Regions from separate parts of the Oryzias latipes genome. Here region 2 is linked to region 1. Evidence: chromatin contacts called from public Hi-C data. All regions are on one chromosome and are shown on one strand. Each heading gives the region's core, a stretch centred on a gene start, on an enhancer-like site or on the middle of the called end of the contact. The rest is flanking DNA. Distances are from core to core; before and after follow the strand shown.

The links. A called contact is a pair of places that touch in the nucleus more often than the background predicts.
Region 2: a contact with region 1 is called in a Hi-C map of gastrula embryo, with 1.8 times the contacts expected there. The contact joins the enhancer-like site here to the promoter of mtor in region 1. A contact is called at or near these places in 4 of 5 Hi-C or Micro-C datasets (embryo and gastrula embryo).

The regions. Positions count from the first base shown.
Region 1 is chr7:1,215,395-1,218,461 of ASM223467v1, forward strand. mtor (serine/threonine-protein kinase mTOR) reads right to left here and starts at 1,499. Exons shown (of 58, transcript XM_023956308.1): 1 at 1,346-1,499; 2 at 726-862; 3 at 544-652; 4 at 227-459. The coding sequence starts at 854.
Region 2 is chr7:1,280,057-1,283,123 of ASM223467v1, forward strand. All of the region lies in intron 2 of agrn (agrin), which reads left to right. Among protein-coding and RNA genes, the nearest start is that of agrn, 52 kb to the left of the region's middle. Within about 2 kb of position 1,540, at least 1 of the 8 cell types and tissues checked has an H3K27ac peak or open chromatin away from gene starts, as enhancers often do. A contact at or near this core is called in gastrula embryo, where this site is marked.

The DNA.
Region 1 (3,067 bases), core at 249-2,748:
TTATGACTCTTTCTGGCAAAAGTCTCACAGAAATAAACGTCACTAAGTTACACTGCAGACCTGTTTAACGGTAACTTGTGGAAACTTTTGTCTCGACACTCAAACTTCCAAAGATGTGTCAGACATGATTCAAGAACCGAAGCTCCAAAGTGCGGCAGGACAGTTTCAGGATGGCGAGCATTCTGTTTACACAACAAACAGTCCGTGTGGTCGGCCCGGGACTCACAGCTGCATGGCGCCTGCCTTCGTTTCGGTCGGCCCCCAGCCACTCCAGAGCTCTCTTCACTTCAAACTCCACATATTCAGCGGTGAAGGTGTCTCCCGCCATAGACAGGTGGCCCATTGCTTTGGAGGCCATCTCCATGACCACAGGATCGCTGGAAGGCAGGAGGTTGCGGAGGTAGTTGGCAAAGCGACTGATCCTGGTGGCATTTCCTCCCTCAACGCCAATGAGACTCACTGGAACATAGGTGCAGCACCAACAACATAAAGCAACTGGACACACAGCAGGCATGTGGGGTTGGAGGTCGTGACTGAGCGTACCGATAGCGAGTATGCCTCCTTTCTTCTCATTCACGTCAGAGCTGGACACCAGCTCAAATATGTGGTGGTTTAACTCGTCGTAGAACGTCGTGGCTTCATCTTGGCTGAGCTGAAGCAGAAGATCAGAAAATGAAGAACAAAGTGTGAGGCAGTCGAAGCATCCCGGTTTTCCGTGCAGGTACCTCTCTCAGCTCTGTGGTCACATAATGCTGCAGATCTTTGGCAGACTTTGCTCGGGTGTCTTCGTTTCGACTCTTTAAGCCGCTGACAAACTGCTGCAGCACTGTGGCTGTGCCTGACAGGATCACCATGGCGACAGCTGGAAAGACAACCACGGGCATCACAGTGTTACACCAGGAAAAACATAAATAACTAAAAGACAAGAGTCAGACAATCGGAGAATGACAACACGCTTTAAGGACAAACACAACCCGACTGACATCTGGAATATAAACTCTGGAAGAAGAATTATTATAAACGACACAAAGGCAGAATCAGAGTTCGTCCAAACGTCGAGTTATGGAAAAATAGTGTCAAGTTCAGACCTTACTCGACCTCGATGACGTCATCATTAGTTGCGGGCTAGCTACGTTAGCACGTAACAACATCGGTTTTAGTACTCTAAAACTTCAACTTCGAATCCTCCTTTTACAAATTCAAACCGGGCACATCCAGGTTCTGGTCATTGCATTTACGCGATATGATAAGCTGGGACTCCCTCGTTAAGTCGTTTCTGTGTTCAACAACTGTTAGCGGGTGCAAGGATTTAGCTAGCTCGTGCATCGAACAGGCGGTCACTTACTTGTTTGTGTTGGTATGATGCAAACGTTTCTGTTGTGTCGTTAATGCGGAATGTTTGTCATAGTGCGAACACTAGAATGCCAGCACTCGGACGGCTAGCCAGGATAAGCAGGAAGGACGCTGGTAGCTCCGCAGGCACTGTGCTGCGCAGTACGCTCACTGCGCAGGTTTTCTCTGAGCTCAGCTGGGCGGTTCTTAAACCACGTGTGATGTTGAAGCTGCTATGCAGTACCTACGTTCACCGAATGAGGGCGCAAACAGTAACATGCAAATGGGAAATGGATACATCATTTACAATAAAAAATAAAAAATGAAAATAAATTACAACTTAATAGCTTAAATGTTATCCATGCAGTGATGTAATGAAAAAAGGTTCTCAATAAACCGAAAAAAACTAAAAGTAAAAAATAAAATCAAAGCAAATCTCTGCTAAGGTCAGTGTTTTTCTGTTGCATGATTGCAGCTTTTAAAAAAGTACGTTTTTGTCATATTTTAGTGAGTCTGGGGTCAGGCCTTACCCTTTTAGACTAACTATACCAAACTGTAGTGATGGACCTCCAGTAACTTGTTGCTTTGTGTTGTTTGTGTTTCTTTAATCATCCTCCAATTTCCTTAACCTCCCAGCCCCCCCCCGTCCAGTCCAAGAAAAAATGCATTCATACACAATAAATGTGAATAAAGTTTTGCCTCAAATCCCAAAGGGGTTTATACAAATAGACACCTCGCGTGTCAGAAGATTCATGACCCCTAGTGTAACAGTAAAATCTGTCTAACACAAGAAGCCCTCAGCCCTGATGTGTTTGCCCAGCTGTTGGACAGGACAAGTAAGTAAAAAATAATAACACACATGCAAATAAATAAAATACAATAAAAATATAAAAAGTGCATTTGGGAATTTATGTATTTTAGAGTTGTACACAATTATTTAATAATATACATTACAACTAATATTTTTTGTCTTTTAGGTTTTTTACATAAATCTTATTTGACCTCAGGAATCAATTGAAAGTTGTTGTTGCTGTACCTGTCTTCAGGTGTGTCCCAGTAACACACTTGATCCCATGCCTTCCTCAGGGGGGAGACATTGTCCAGGTGTAAAGTCAGGTCTGAGATCTTCCACCTCTCCATCTGTGCTGTGTTGTTACAGAACACTTGAACCAGACCTTCACAGTCCTAAATCCATCAGTCCAATGGAAATGGGATACTTCTGTACTGTTTCAAATAAATCTGGACCAACATTTGTCTATTATGCATTTCAGTGTAGGTGTTACATGTTAGAAGTTTGTTAAGGCAAACAGGTCAACAGGTCATCAACTGGCACTCATACCCTACTCTTCAGTTTCGACAGACCTTTCAATCTTTTATTTGTCTGATGCTACAGTTTCTCTTCTTCAACCCTCCTGTATTTTCCACTTTTGAGGCTAAAACTGATTTAGCGTCATTCTTCTACATTAAATTTAGAGAACAGATCAGTGCACACATTTTTTCCTTATTTTACTTCCTCACAATGGAGAGGATAGTTCTGTCAATCAGCTTTTTTCTACAGAGTAGGAGAGAAAACTGATCTCATCTTATTATTCACCTCCATCTGTGCTCATAATTCTCCCCACATTTCCTGCTTCCGATTCCTGTGACACATTCAGATCTTTCTTCTCTTCCTATTCTTTCTTCTTCTTTTTTTTTTGCTGTCAGCCTGCCACTAGGTTTCTGGGGTTTGTACAAA
Region 2 (3,067 bases), core at 290-2,789, 65 kb after region 1:
AATGCTTCGGAAAAGCAAGTTTGTGTTGTAGAAAAGAGCGCAGCACGTCTTCAGCCGGGGTCTCCCATGACACAGCTGCTGCTTCAGGAAGCGTCTCCAGCTTTGAAGCATCACTTCTGAATCCACTGAAAAAAAGAAAGAAAAGGTGTCAGCTCAGTTCAAATCTGCTGAGGTCAGCAGTGATTTATGGGGTTTCATCTGGAACAATCTCAGAAATATTTCCTACTGAAAGCTGAGCTCCTTCCCTCCCTGTTGATCTGCTCTGTTTGCCATGGAAGCTAAGAAAAGGGCTGAGGGGAGGGGCTTAACCTACGACCTTCTTGGTTTCAAACGCTAACAACTTTTAGATTATTTTTGTTGCAAAAGTCAAAACTCCATCTTTGTACTGACCGGTGCCATAATCTAAACTAGAGATGTTCGTATTAATGTGACTGAAATGAAGCAAAGACGTTTCCAGAAGATTTTCTCCTTTTCTTGCTGCTGAAGACAAAGACTTCCATTTGAAGGAAAAAATCTTTCTCGTTCATCGTTTGAGCCAAGGTATATGCGGTTCATAAAACGGGTCCACAGGACGTGATGTCACAGATGGATCAATGAAACTCCTCCCACCAGGGCACGGCTGCTTTTATAAAGGTTACATTTGTGTCTCTGAAAACGATGTTTCTTTGGGACAAAGGTTATCCTAAAACATTGTGAGGAAGAGGAAGGACTGCTCTTCTGAGCTTCTGTGATTGGACAGTGAATCAGCTCCTTGTCTGATTGTCGTTCATTAGTCTCGCCTGCAGCTTCCAGAAGTGTCAGGCGGCGGCGGCGTGCACAGACTCGTCTGTTATCGTAGTCATGCTCAGTCATGGCTGCAGTGAAGACAGCTCCTTAGGATGGATGACTGAAGGCCGAGGTGAAATCAAACCGATGAATCATTGGAAGGCCGCGCTGCGTGGTCGTTTGGTTGATTCGCCGTTCTTTGCTTTTTTTGAACCACATGAAGAATCAGAATCAGAGCTGAATGAGGAAGATTTCCCCTTTTGGTTCAGAAAAAGCAAACTCGGCACGTTTTAGGGAGAAGAACTGCAGCCATCAGTGAAATGCTTGTCATGTTTAGCTGCAGGTGTAACAGCTGGAAGAGTGGTAGAAACCTGAAGATCACCCAGCCGTCCTGCAGTCGTCAGCTTCAACTGTTTCATGAAGTCATCCCCTCCCCAACAGCAAAATGGGGCATTCCAGAATACTTGTGATGATTTTGATTGAAGGTTTCCAGAAGTTAGCGACATCATCACAAACATCAGGAATCTATAATCTGTCGTTTTTCTGATTAGTTTAATTTCAAATTTTGACACAAATCCGTCCAAGTTCACCTTTACGAAAACCTCTGGAGACGGAAAGAGGAGGATCAGCAGGAATCAGCATGAGGATCAGCAGGAGTCCACATGAGGATCAGCAGGAGTCCACATGAGGATCAGCAGGAGTCCACATGAGGATCAGCAGGAGTCCACATGAGCTCCTGCATTTGCATTCAGTCACTCAGTTCAGCGACCGACGCTGACAGGAAGGTTTCCCATCAGCCCCCATCGTCAGCCAAAGCACTTAAGACGATTGTTTCCCTGGTGACCTGAAAGCCTGGGAGGTTGAGATGAAAGGACAGAGGAAAAGAGGCCGAGGATGGGGGGATCATAAAGGACAGGATGATGATGATGATGAAGAGGAAGAGATGCTGACAACAACGATTTTTCATGTTAGACATCAGCTGCTGCCTGAAAACATGATTAGAGACGCCAAGAGCCGAAGCAGAACCTTCATCTGCAGAATTTGATCTAAACCTGAATAAATGAAAAGCCAGAAGAAGAGAGATTGCGGGGAACGACAGGTGTGTTTGCTTAGCGTGTCGTGCACACATGAGACAGGTAGGGTGGGAAGCTGCAGGTGATGCAGTCTAAATCAGACAACTCTGAACTGAAATGTTTTACCTGGAAAGGCGTTTTCCACCGTCTTTGGAAATGGAGCCACTCATTCGATTTCAGGACGTCAACATTTGTTTAGAGGATTTAGAAGAAATCAAAATGTTTACTGAAAGTTTTTCATGCACGTGTGTGAGCGCGTGCACGTTTCCCCGAAACATTACCAGCATAGAATTACGGTGAATCGCTTAATGAAGTCGTTTTGTGGAGGAGGAAAGGTGGATGCACCTTATTAACCGCTGCCACCACCGTGCACACCCGGGCCTCACTGAGGCTGGGAGGAGCTTCATCTTGAGGATGAAGATGGACGGCAGCCTTTTGTCGCCGCCCACGCTGGGTAGAAGCGGCAGCTCCGTCTGTCTGCACCCTCTTCTGCTTCTGCAGAGAAGCGAGGCAGACTCTGACGTTTATGGATATTGATGATGTTGGCTGTGCTTCATATGGGGGCGGGGCTTATTTATTCAAAACTCAGAAAATGTCCTGTTCACCAAATTCTTTAGAAATGTCAAACATATTGATTTAAAAAAAAAAGAAAGTTTCAGTTTTTAAGAGGCAGAAATGAAAGAATTTGTTCAGTGAAGGCAAAAAAGTCTTTTTTTCTGAGTTCAAATGTTACTCTTTGAATCTAGAAACTATTGTTACATTATGAACATTTATTAAGTAAAAAAAAAGTCAATTATGAATAAAGTGAAAAAAGCTGCTGTTTTCCATGTAAATTCACATAACGTCGGCCCGTTTTACAGCATAATCTTTTTAAATACAAAGGTCCATTTTTGTGTGTAAACAAAAATGACAAACTGTAGTTTTTCATAATTGATCAGCTCATTAAGGAAAACAAAAGTTGCTCTAAACTTTAATATTACAGGATTCATCTAGATAACTGAAGAGGCCGGTCCTCATTACCCAGAGCTCTAATCCTGCACTCTTTCCCTGTGGTGGACATGATATTCATCTGTGGAGCGTCTGCACGCCGCAGTCATCAAAGACGTGCTCACCGTCCTCTGCCTGTGGTCTGCCGCCGCCGCCGGACCATTTCCTCCGCCATCGATCTGCTCTCAGGATCAGAAATAACCAGATTAGATCTCATTTATCTGACATTTAGTGAGTCTGTG